Regions from separate parts of the Macaca mulatta genome. Here region 2 is linked to region 1. A link is a contact called in public Hi-C data. All regions are on one chromosome and are shown on one strand. Each heading gives the region's core, a stretch centred on a gene start, on an enhancer-like site or on the middle of the called end of the contact. The rest is flanking DNA. Distances are from core to core; before and after follow the strand shown. Region 1 overlaps UQCC1 (ubiquinol-cytochrome c reductase complex assembly factor 1). Region 2 holds the start of GDF5 (growth differentiation factor 5).

Region 1 (6,131 bases), core at 1,769-4,268:
GCAAGTTAAATGAAGGAAGTTTGATGGGGGAGGAAGGGGCAATATGGTTCCCCACTCCCTTTCTTCACTTTAAGAAAATCCCCCAAGAGATGACCTGCACTGAGGGAGGAGGGGCTGGTCCTCAGGTGCTCAGACCAAGGTGGCTCTGCAGCACGTGCTTCAGAAGTTGGGAAGGGGGCCCAAAGCTGGGCACAGGTCTGGGTCTGCTACAACTAAGCCAGGAGGAATGTTCTCTTCTCCCTAATATCTCATGAAAGGGGAGGCCAAGAGAGGAGACAGCATGTTCCTCATTCAGTTCACTGTGACAAAGGTGACTTTGTTCTCAAGGCCTCCTTCCAAATGACGTAGGATGTGAAAGCCCTTGGTCATCAGAGGCCTCCTGGGTCCCAGACGAGGGGCCTGGCTGGCTGTGCCTTGGCCTGAACAGAGACACATCTCCATGAACTAGAGGCAAGAGCAGCAGCAGAGACCATCCCAGCCTCTTCCCTTTCTCCGTCACTAACTGAGCTGGGTGGTGCCGTCACTACCGCAGCCACCAACTCAGGCGAGTTTCTAAGTCCCTGGAATAAAGAAGGGCCATGGTAGAGAGAAGTCTGTTTCTTTTAATGGCCAACTCAACCCCATGGCTGGAAGCCGAGGGACAACACATGGTCGCCATCCAGATTCCGCAGCATTACAGTCCGCTCCTAGGCCACAGCAGGCCCTGGGGGGTTTCCCTTTTGAACCTACGCCATCCCTTCCTTGGCCTTTGGGAAAAGCTGTCAGTCACAGGTAGTTGCTGGAGGGGGTTGGGGAGTGTGTGCTGGGGGACTCTCACTCGGGGCTTCCCGAGGGAGAGGACACGTGGGAGAGCTAGGGGTTCTCCCATCCCTGTATCCCAGCAGATCATACTCCTGGGCACACTAAGAGGAAACTCAACACAAATGGGGCCAGGTATTTGACAGATGCTGTTCAGAGGTCAGTTCAGGCCACTTTCTGCGGGGTCCTGGACCAACAGGCACGTCTCTCCTGGAGGTTCCTCGAAGCCAGCTGGCCAGCCGTGCAGAGGGCCCAGCCCATCAAAGTCCCTCGTCGTTGTAAGTGGGAGAATGGGGCTTCAGGATGCTCTGAGGATTCTTCTCCACTAGAGGGCGCCAGCTCACCTCCCCTGTCAGAAGCAGATCCTCCCCGTTCATGGAATCCAGGTACTGCATCTGCAACCACAGGAGCGGGAAGGAGGAAGCAACAGAGGCAGGACAGATGTGAGGAGCCAGCATCAGGAACCAGCCTCCCAGAGGAGAGGAAGGAAGGGGACGGGGCATGAGGGGGGTTTCTGACCATCCCAGGTCCCAGGCCAAGCCATCTCTGATCTAGATAAATTCACTAAGGGGGTTTGGAGAAAGCAATCACTGGGGAGCTGGGTGGGGCGGGTCGGGCGGGGGGGCGGTTAGGGAATTCCCTATCACACCTCTGAATGGAGATGGACACACATCTCCCAAGGATACTTCTCCCCTACATGCCCTCCCTAGACAGCTCCTGCAGGCCAGGAAGTCAGGGCTTGCAGCACACACAGCCATGCTGTCCACCCCAGAGCTGCCGCGTGAGAGTCCTGATTCTGTCCCTTCCCAGTGCTGCTATCCAGGGTGGCCGCTTCCCCTCTCTGAGATTTAAGTTCCTTTGTCTGAGAGAGGGGATAGAAACAGGTACCTCACAGGACACATGAAAAGATTCATATATGCAGTGCTAGTCACTCACACTTTAAGCATATGTATGCCTCTGTTGTCCTCTAGTGGGCCCCTGGTCAGTAGGCCCTAGTATCACCCCTCTAGGACAGCAGGGGCAGACAGCTCTGCCATTAAAATGGTCATCACCCAGAGAAGCCACTGCTGCAAGGCCAGGAGGCTTCATCTTAGGCTTTAGGTCATTCCTCCTTCCAAGAATCCACCATTCCGGTTGCTTCTGCTTCCAGCTGCTGACGCTTGAACTCAACCCCAGCCTCTCGCACGCGCCTCAGCTCTGGATTCCCACCTGCTCTGCCATGTCTTCCCTAAAGCCCACTCCTTACAGTGACTCCATTTCTGTCCCCAGTGCCACCACTCTGCCCACCTCCTGGGTTGAAAATCTCAACAAGACCTGTGGTTGGCTCTTGGGCCATCGGCCACACCAAGCAGTCTGCTCAAGGTCCAGCTCCTGCTCTTCCTTTCCCGGCCTTCAGCACTCTGCCCTCTCTGTATCACATTATGGGCTGGCTTACTCCCGGGTTAGCCATGTGCCTGGGCTTCCTCACCAAACCATGAGCTGGCCCCTCGAGGGCAGGACTGGGTCTTATTAATCGTTGCTTTCCCAAGAGTGCCTGGAGCAGCAGGTGCTCAAAAGGTTTTGCCGACATAACTGGGTCCCCACCAAAGCTCCCTGCTTTCCCAAGAGCCCCTTCGCTGTTTTTCCACTGCCTCTCACTGGGGCCACGTGGGACCTCTTGTAGGGACAATGGTTGTGGCAGCCCCTTCCTAGAGGGCCCTCAGAGAAGTCCCAGGTGTGTCCTGTTGTGGCTTCTGGCACAAGCCCACCATGGCAGATGGAAATACTGGGCAGGTCTCAGAAAACACAGCATCTGCTTTGCGAATTGCTACTCCTGTCTGAGGGTGAGGCCAGTCAACAGGTAGTATGAGAATTCTCCGTGGGTGGGGCCCTCTGGCCATGCCATGCCTTCTCCCTGGCTCTGGCAGATTTGAAGAGTGGTCAAACAGGAGTCCTGGCTCCTGGGATTCTCTACCCTGTGGGTCTGCAGAGCCCCAGTATGTGGTTTTTCCAGCAGTTTACAAGCTAGTCCTATGGGCCCTGTCTTCTCAAGAGCTGAGCTCCAGCCTTGCCTTTCCTGGTTGTTGGAGGCTTGAAGACCATGGATACAAGTGAACAAGAGAGTAACTGTGGGGTGACACCCCTTCAGCTCCAGGGGCCAGGTCATGAAGCAAAGGTGTGACTCATGGCACAGCCTGAGTTGTCTGAGGCAGCTGAGGCCTCAGTGGCCACATGAATCACGCAGCTTGGGGCCCTAGGGCAGCTGTGCAGGCTGACTCACTGGGAGGCCCTGGAAGAGCCTCTATGTCCTCTTCCCTGCCAGTCAGCTCAGTCATCTATCAAGTATGAGTCTCCCATCAATACAAGATCTGAGGGCAGGGAGGTCAAGGAATTAATTCCCTGGGCTTGAGAAGAGCTATGTGGGTAAGCAGCCCCCACTGCAGAGCTTTCTCCTAGAAGCTTTGATGTTGGGGAGCCCAGGGGAGCCAGAGGGGTGAGAAACTGAAGTGGGGGGACCCTGCTTGACCATGGAGAGCATCTAGCAGGAAGAGGCTGTCTGTGAAATGCTGCCTGCTGCCCAGTCCTGCTGGAAATCAGGAGCAGGAAACAAATCCAAGTGGGTAGAGAAGGGGTCCACAGTGGGCGGCTGCCCGTGCTCATATCTGCCAGGACTCTGTGGGCCCAGCTGCTAGCATAGCACCAGGCGCATAGTAGGAAATGAGGTGCACAGTGAATGAATGACTCAAAGTTCCTGAGGGCAGGAGACTACTTGATGCCTCTTTCTCTCTCTTTCTTCCCATTTCCCGCTCCCTGGCCCGGTTCATGGTTGGACATACAGAAGGCGCTCCTTCTTCAGCGTCCAGCTGATGTGATCTGGTCAGAATTCTCTCAGACTGCTCCTTGGTAACTCAACCTCTCATGATCCCCTGAAAGCCCAAGAGGAGGGCCCACTGTTGCCAGGAATTGGGAGGGGAGGGAAAGGGTCGCTCACCTGTTTCCTCACATACTCTACCAGCAATTCAAGATGTCGAGGGTCTTCACATTTCCCGTTGAAGAAGGTTCTCCAGAGGGCAGCGGCCAGCCCATGATCATCTGAAAGGATCCCCTGGAACATACAGCACAGCAATGGTCTCCGGAGCGATCCACAGAGCCAGGACACAGACGCTAGGGATACTGTAAACATGCTAGCAACCATGGAACCGGCTCAGAAGGACCCTCCACACATGAGGAAAATGGGGTAGTCACACAGTAGAGGTGGAAGGGGTCTTACAAGGGCATCTGGCCCAGTCCCTTCATTTTATTACATACAGAGGGAGAACAGGGGGTCCAGAGGGGCCAAGCTACTAGTTAGGTGATGCAGAGTGGGGACTCAGGCACAGCTCCCTCTACTCCGTACTGCGCCTGGCCCAGGCAACGCTTGAGAGGCCAAGAAGAGAAACAGTAGCAGCAATGCTCCCCTTGCTGTCCACAGGGCACGGGCTGGGAATATTGTGAATGTATGTTTCTCCCAGGAATGGAGGTGGGCATGGACTGTGCCTTCTTGCTTGGTCCAAGGACATATCTCTGCAAGGCAACTGGCTCTTTGGGGAAGGGAGCCAGCTACCTTGTCTTCACTGTTACCCAACTCTGGGCCCAGCCTCTCCCTAAGTAGAGGAACAGGATGTTCAGCAGGATTGCTGGGGCCACAGAGGGCCAGGCTCAGAGTCTGCATGTGTGTGTGTGCCTAACACTGCCTCTTTTGGCACAGAGGAGACTTCTGTTGGGAAGCTCAAAGATTACAGAGCAAAATGAGAGCCCCAGCCACCAGCTAAGGACATTTTCTAGCTTGGACCTCTAGAGGAGGGAGGGTTGAGAGTCTTGCTTCCTGGGGTGAAGGTGACTGATGGAGCAGGCCCTGAGAAGTTGCTCTGTCCAGGTGTCAAGGTAGTGTGTAGAATCGATGTGCTGACTTGAAGTCAGAAGGCAGATCAAGCCCTAGTTCCACCTCTGCCAAGATCAGTGATGGTGGCAGTTGACTAAACCAAAGTCTCAATCTTGTACTTCTTAAAAACAGATGAAGTTACCTGCTCTACTTACAGCATTCTTGAACTACTTGTTAAGTGTAATCTGTTGGATACAAAGATTAGGAGTATGCTTTGGCAGACAGCTGGGATATAGTCAAAACAGTGGGGTCTGGGAGCCAGAGCACAGAGTTCAAATGCCAGCTCTGTCATTTGATGGCCGTGTGGCCTTTGAGAAGCTATTAGCCATTCCTGAGCCTCAGTTTTTCATGAGTTAAACAAGCCTAATAATACCCATCCCACAGAGCTGTGAGAAGTGAGAGATACTGGCCATGAATGGCTCTGTAAGTGGTAAACATTATGCAAAGACCCAGGATCACTTTATTTGACATTATATTGTGGTCTGTCCTCTTGGGCATTGTGGTATATGAGGTCTGGCTCCAGGCCTGCTGCCAGGAAGTGCCATGTCCAGTATGGGGTGCTGACAGTTTGGTAGAAAAACATTCCACCTGTTCCAAATGCTCTCTGATAAACACTCCTTACAGTTCCACAGCTTAGGACTGTCCTGGCACGATGGCTGAGTCAGGAAAACTGGCTTCTTTTGGCAGATGGGGAAAGGAGCAGAGGACAAGCTCAGGCACATCACCCTTCTGCAAACGATTTGCTAGCACAACAGCATGCCTGTGTCTACTGTGCCTGCGCACGTGCCAGAGCACTGCTGGCAGCAACCCACATGTGCTGTGCAGAAAGGAATGGGATTGGGAGTGGGTGTTATGGGGACCTGGAGAATGGGCAGAGCTCAGGATGGGAAAATAGGCAACTTTAGCAGCGGGTGAGATGGCTGGGAAGGGGCAACTCCATAATCAGGAATTCCTGAGCCATCAGAAAGAAAAGGATGACTCAGGACTCACTAATAGTGAGAACAACCCAACTGTTCCAGACTGTTAGGGTTCCTTCACACACCTGGCTCCTAATGATTATGTATGCCAAGTAGAACAGATATTCGCATTTGCTTTGCTTTGCTTTGTTTTGAGATGGAGTCTCACTCTGTTACCCAGGCTGAAGTGCAGTGGCGTGATCTTGGCTCAATGCAACCTCTGCTTCCCAAGTTCAAGTGATTCTCCTGCCTCAGCCTCCCGAGTGGCTGGGGACTATGGGCATGCGCCACTGCACCCGGCTAATTTTTTGTATTTTTAGTAGAGACGGGGTTTCACCATGTTGGCCAGGGTGGTCTCGAACTCCTGACCTCAAGTGATCTGCCCGCTTCGGCCTCCCAAGTGCTGGGATTACAGGCGTGAGCCACCGCACCTGGCCTGTATCCCCATTTGAAAGATAAGTAAACTGAGGCTTAGA
Region 2 (6,131 bases), core at 1,551-4,050, 140 kb after region 1:
ATTGGGTTCATGTGTGAATATGAAAGAGTATACGTTAATGTTGGGTTCATGTGTGAATATGAAAGAGTATACGTTAATGATGCATTATATGTATAAATGATTGGGCTTGTGTACTATTTGAAGAGCACATATATGTATGTATGTGCATAATCGATCTTGTGTACACGTGTATGTAAGAAGGTGTGTGTGCACATGCGTACGTGTGTGATTCGGCATGCGTGTACATGTGTGATTCGGCATGTGTGTACATGTGTGGTTCAGCATGTGTGTACGTGTGTGAGTCAGCATGCGTGTACATGTGTGATTCAGCACGTCTGTATAAACATAAGGCTATGTATGCTTATGTGAGAAGCTCAGTAGTATCTCTGAATCAGCATGCCCTCCTTCCTGAATACCAATTTGCCATTGGGGAGCTTTCATATATTGCTCTAGAAGGTGACTAATTAGGCCTTTAAACTCCCCATCTCCCCCTCTCGAAGCTCCCTTAGTGCTGGGGGGCACAAGGACTTATTTTATGAGCCCCCAAGGGGTCACAGCTTTCCCTGGCTGGGCAGGCAGCCAGACCACCTCCCCCACCTCAGCCAGACCTGCTGCCTCTGTGCCTCTCCCACCCCCCCACCCCCCGCCCCGGCAGCCCCCTCCAGGCCAGCTCTAATGAGAAACCTCTCCCACCCTCTGACCCCTCCCCCACCCTGCCAGCCTAGGACCAGAGCAAATGAGCTGCAGGCAACTTGAGCGACCAACAGCCCACCTCCCTCTTCACACTAGGAAGAAACTGAGGCCCTCAGAGCGGGAGGGACTTGCTTAGATCACACAGCAAGTGGAGAGGAAAAGCTGCAACAGTAACACTAGGTGGGCAGAGAGAGACAGAGGGGAGCAGAGAGAGACAGAGGGGAGCAGAGAGAGACAGAGGGGAGCAGAGAGAGACAGAGGGGAGCAGAGAGAGACAGAGGGGAGCAGAGAGAGACAGAGGGGAGCAGAGAGAGACAGAGTGGAGCAGAGAGAGACAGAGGGGAGCAGAGAGAGACAGAGGGGAGCAGAGAGAGACAGAGGGGAGCAGAGAGAGACAGAGGGGAGCAGGTAGTCTCCCGAGTTAATGTAAGGAGAATGAGGCGTGTTCAGGACAGGACCTAAAGTTTTCATGTCGGAAGCGCTCTCAGAAACCACCCTGTCCAACCCCATATAGGTGTACAGATGGGAAAACAGAGACCCCAAGTGAGAAGGGGCTTTCCCAAGGTCACACTGCGAGTTAGACCCTAGGTCTGCTCCCTCCCCATATATTCGAACATCATTCCATGACTCCAAGATGCCCCATTTACTGTGAGCACCTCTCTTGCCTCCTCTATCCCCTTGCCTGAGGGCAAAGTTGCAGAACCACGGGGACCTCAAGATTCATTTCTTTCTCTGCCATCTGAGACCACCTACAAACCCCTGGAGCGTGGAAAGTTCGGCCAGCCCAGCAGGGACAGATGCACAGCTGGGGAATCAAGTCTTGGAATCCGGTCTCCAACTCTGCCACCAACTGGCAGGTGTTGTCTCCTCTCTAGGCTTTAGTGCCCGCCCTGCACCTTGCAGGCGTTGAACCTGGTGATTCCTAGGTGCCCTCCAGCCCTGATGTGTGGGCAGCTCGGGATCTGCTATGTGTGAGATATGTGTGAGCGTCCCCATACACCCACCCCGGGCCAGATGCACACAGTGTCTCCCACCAGGGCAGTGCCAGGGCTTTGAAAGCCCCTCCATTCATGCAGATGCCCCTCCCTCTGAGCCGTGCCCCTGCCACCCCGCCCCTCACCTTGCCCTTTGTCAATAAAGCTGGTGATGGTGTTGGCCAGGCCAGCCTCCAACTTCACGCTGCTGTTGCCTCCCTTTCTGTCAGCATCGGACAGCGTCCTGTACAGCGAGAGCATGTACTCGTGGGGTGTGATGGGGGGCGGGCGGAACGGCTCCTTGGGCTCTCGCGGGGACCCGGGCTCCCTGGCCTTCTTCAGCAGGAAGGAGCTGGGGACAGATCCTGCTTTTGGGGGTACCTTGCCCCCGGGAAGCTGTCCTTTTGGGGTCACAGTCCGGGCTGTAGCCTGCCTTGTTTGGGGAGGGTGTCCTGGCTTGGGTTCAGGGCCACCCGGTCTGGGGGGCAGCTTTTTGGGTTCATCCTTTTTGGGCTGTGTCAGGCCTCCTGTGTGCCCGGTGCCTCCCTTTGCCCTGGCATTGGCGGCCCCCCCACCATAGCTGTGACCCCCTGGCCTGAAGACGTTCCGGGCCAGGGGGGGCCTCTCCTTGGCCTCTGCTTTGGCCAATCCTGGCCTGGTCCCCTGGGCTTTCTGGCCCCAGTCAGGGGCACCCAACACAGTGCAGATGAATTCCAGGTCCAGCCAAGCCAGGTACCAAAGCAAGAAAGTGAGGAGTTTGGGGAGTCTCATCCTCTGGCCAGCCGCTGAATGACACCAAAGAGAACAGCGGCAGCAGCGAAGGTGCCTCTGGTTTGGCAGGAAAAACCATGAAAGGAGTGGACTTTCAAAAGCAGCGGCAGCAGCAGTAGCAGCAGAAGGAAAGGCTTTCTCCTCAGTCTGAGACTCTTGAAGTCTGCCGGGTGTGTGTTTGTATCCAGTCCCATAGTGGAAATGCTCTCGTATCCAGACGTGCACCGTCTCCAGTCAGCAGCTGAAAATAACTTGTTCTTGAAAGGAGAAAGCCGACCGCCCCCTTTCTCCTGCACAACTGACTGAGGGCTTGAAGGAGGCTTGTATAAGGCTGAGGGATTTTTCCAAGAAGGAAGAATGGCGTAATGCTGCCTGTGTGCTCCAGTTTTTTTTTCCCCCTAGTTTTGAATCCTTTCCAGTGAAAATACTTCACACACACACACACACACACACACACACACACACAGGCCTGCAGGTGCTCAGAAAAATCTTTTACAAACCTGAACTCAGGAATTGGAAACGGAATTCCAACCCAAACCAATTTAATTACTCTCTGATGTCATGCTGTCTAAACTCATTTAAGTGCGATATATTTATGTGAAAAAAATCACCGCTGCCCTTTCGAGGCCATGGCTCACGGGGGCTCTTGGCACAGAGCCCCGCAGCGGGACTCTAGGCTTAGGGGGCCTCCCCCTCCATGGAGCAGACTCAGGGGTCTTCACCTCCACCTCATGGAGCAGCCCACCCCACCTTCCCAAGGAGAGATGCTGAAGAATGAGCTCAAAGATCTTAAGCCCCAGAAGCATGGGGAGTGTGGGTTTGTAGTTAAGTCCTTAGAGTGTTTTTAAAGCAGTTTCAACTCCTGCATCTAGCCTGGGACCTGATTTGTTGTATGTGTGTGTTTATGTGTGTCTGTGTGTGTGTGCCTCTGTGTGTGTGTGTGTGTGTGTGTGTGTGTGTGTGTGTGTGTGTGTATTGGGAGTAGGGACAGCACAGATGGCAGCATTTACCCACATTTTCTTTTATTTTAATAAACTTGTGGTGACCCAGAGACTGAAAAATATCTGTGCCCACTACACCCCCTCCCTACCACCAAATGCCATTGACTGAGTGCATATTCTTCAGGCTTGGGGGCACTGCCGCCCTAAAGTCCACTCCTTGGATGGCGGCAGGTCCAGGGTGTACCCCACCTCCACCCCGGCAAAGACGTCCTCCGAGTTTTCTTAGAAGAGACTGGCTGAGTCTGGGGCAGCAGCGGCCCCTACAGGAGGCTGGAAAAGCCATTTCCCACATGATGCTTTTCTTTTTTCTTTTTTCTTTTTTTCTACGGAGTCTCGCTGTGTAGCCCAGGCTGGAGTGCAGTGGCGCGATCTCGGCTCCCTGCAAGCTCCGCCTCCCAGGTTCACGCCGTTCTCCCGACTCAGCCTCCCGAGTAGCTGGGACTACAGGCCCCCGCTACCACGCCCGGCTGATTTTTTATGTTTGTAGCACAGACGGGGTTTCACCGTGTTAGCCAGGATGGTCTCCATCTCCTGACATCGTGATCCACCTGCCTCGGTCTCCTAGAGCGCTGAGATTATAGGCGTGAGCCACTGCGCCCGGCACAATTTCCCACATGATGCTTTTCTGGTAAGTCTGGAAGTTCTGAATTCCAGCTGAACTCGAGTATTCTAAATGAAAACCCATTGAAGTATGGAAGCTCCCTTCCTCTGGGGGACCTGTGCGATAGAGCCCCTGGGCAACTTACCCCAGGGTCAGCGGGGAAAGCTGTTCACTTCACCTGAAATCTCCTCCTCTCTCTCTCCCACAACTGGAGGAAACACTCCACATCCTGAGAAGTTTAGCTGAAAATTCACCTCCTTCGGGAAGTCTTTCCTGGTCCCCAGACAGGGCCAATTACCCCTTCTGTACATTTCACTGCAACAACACTTGTTATGCTGTAAGAAGGACGGCCGGGGAGAAGCAATAGTCAGCTAGGCTTTTCTTTTTTTTTTTTTTTTTTTTTGAGACAGAGTCTCGCGGTGTCACCTAGGCTGGAGTGCAGTGGCATGATCTTGGCTCACTGTAACCTCTGCCTCCTGAGTTCAAATGATTCTCCTGCCTCAGCCTCCCGGGTAGTGGGACTACAGGTGCACACCACCATGCCTATCTATTTTTTGTATTTTTAGTAGAGACGGAGTTTCACCATGTTGGCCAGGCTGGTCTCAAACTCCTGAGCTCAAGTGATCCACCCACCTTGGCCTCTCAAAGTGCTGGAATTACAGGTATCTGTAATAAAATACAAAAAATTAGCCGGGTGTGGAGGCAAAGGTGTGCAGTGAGCCAAGATCGCACCACTGTGCTCCAGCCTAGGTGACAGAGCTAGAGTCCATCACACACACAAAAAATAAGTAGGTAAATAAATAATATTAATAAAAATTTAAAAATTGAAATAATGGATTTGTTACCCCTGAACCAGTCCTCTCTGGCATCCCTCCCTTCACTCCCTCCATCATTGCCCTGTCCTCCTCACTGCTTGTCCCGCTATGATTCTCCCCTATAACTGGCTTCTAGGCCTCCAAGCTCTCTCTGGTTTAACCCTCCCTCTACTAAAAGCTACCCATCAAACAAGTGCCAACTCACGTGCCACCTCCTCCATGAAGCCTTCTTGCATCCTCCAGAAAATGCACACTCCCCCTGAGCTGCCATCGCACATTTTCTGTGCTCTTTTACATTTTTTGGCAGCTGAAAGTTTATTCAGTCTCTGCCTCTGCCCCCTATGCCAACACAATTTGTTTCTTCTGCTCTGTATTTTTTCATATTTTAAAATCATAACTTAATTCCTTATAACTATAATAATTTCTTTACATACCTGTCTCTCCCATTAGATTATAACTAGACTGTACCATATTTATCTGTCAATTATACCCAGTGCTTGGCACTGGGCCCAGCACATGGCAGCTGTCAGTACGTATTATATGAGTAAATGAATCTCTAACTGGCCCTTATTTACAAAAATCATCATTTTCTACTTTGAAGTGTAGTTATTTGTGGACATAACTTGCCTTTCCCATTAGACTCTAAGTTCCTTAAAGGGAAGAATTGTCTTGCCACTTCTTAAGCATTTTTTAAGCTCAGAGCGTGAATAAATGAATGAGTTGAACAACCACGACATCTCTGTATGTGGCTTGATAAAAAGCAAGGATTCTGGAGACAAACAGACCGGGTTTTGAATCTTGGTTCTGCTATTTATGCATTGTGTGATCTTGGGAGGCCTCTAAACCCCTCTGAAACTCTAAACAGGGATAATGATAGTGTTTACCTCACAGGACTCTTGTTGGAGATTCAATGAAATAAATTGCGGCCAGGCCCGTGGTTCACACCTGTAATCCCAGCACTTTGGGAGGCCGAGGTGGGCGGATCACGACGTCAGGAGATCGAGACCATCCTGGCTAACACGGTGAAACCCTGTCTCTACTAAAAAATAAAAATAAATTCCATAAAGTCATCAACTATTAATGTATTAATGGCAATTATTAATAGTAGCTTTTTTTTTTAGACGGAGTCTTGCTCTGTCACCCAGGCTGCAGTACAGTGGCATGATCTTGGCTCACTGCAACCTCTGCCTCCCAGGTTCAAGCGATTCTCCCGCCTCAGCCTCCCAAGTAGCTGGGACTACAGCGGCATGTCACCATGCCCATCTAATTTTTGTATTTTTAGTAGAGATCTGGTTTC

Evidence for each region. Hi-C and Micro-C count contacts between places; a contact is called where the count stands out from the background.
Region 2: a contact with region 1 is called in a Hi-C map of cortical neurons, with 5 times the contacts expected there. The contact joins the promoter of GDF5 here to the enhancer-like site in region 1. A contact is called at or near these places in 5 of 14 Hi-C or Micro-C datasets (CD4 T cells, cortical neurons, fetal cortical plate and 2 more).

What each region holds. Positions count from the first base shown.
Region 1 is chr10:88,107,088-88,113,218 of T2T-MMU8v2.0, forward strand. UQCC1 (ubiquinol-cytochrome c reductase complex assembly factor 1) reads right to left here. Exons shown (of 10, transcript XM_077951778.1): 9 at 3,770-3,883; 10 at 1-1,193. The coding sequence ends at 1,059. LOC144332151 (a long non-coding RNA gene) reads left to right here. Exons shown (of 2, transcript XR_013399925.1): 2 at 1-829. Among named protein-coding and RNA genes, the nearest start is that of FAM83C, 20 kb to the left of the region's middle. Within about 2 kb of position 3,019, at least 3 of the 40 cell types and tissues checked have an H3K27ac peak or open chromatin away from gene starts, as enhancers often do.
Region 2 is chr10:88,244,668-88,250,798 of T2T-MMU8v2.0, forward strand. GDF5 (growth differentiation factor 5) reads right to left here and starts at 2,801. Exons shown (of 2, transcript XM_001099806.5): 1 at 1,793-2,801. The coding sequence starts at 2,417.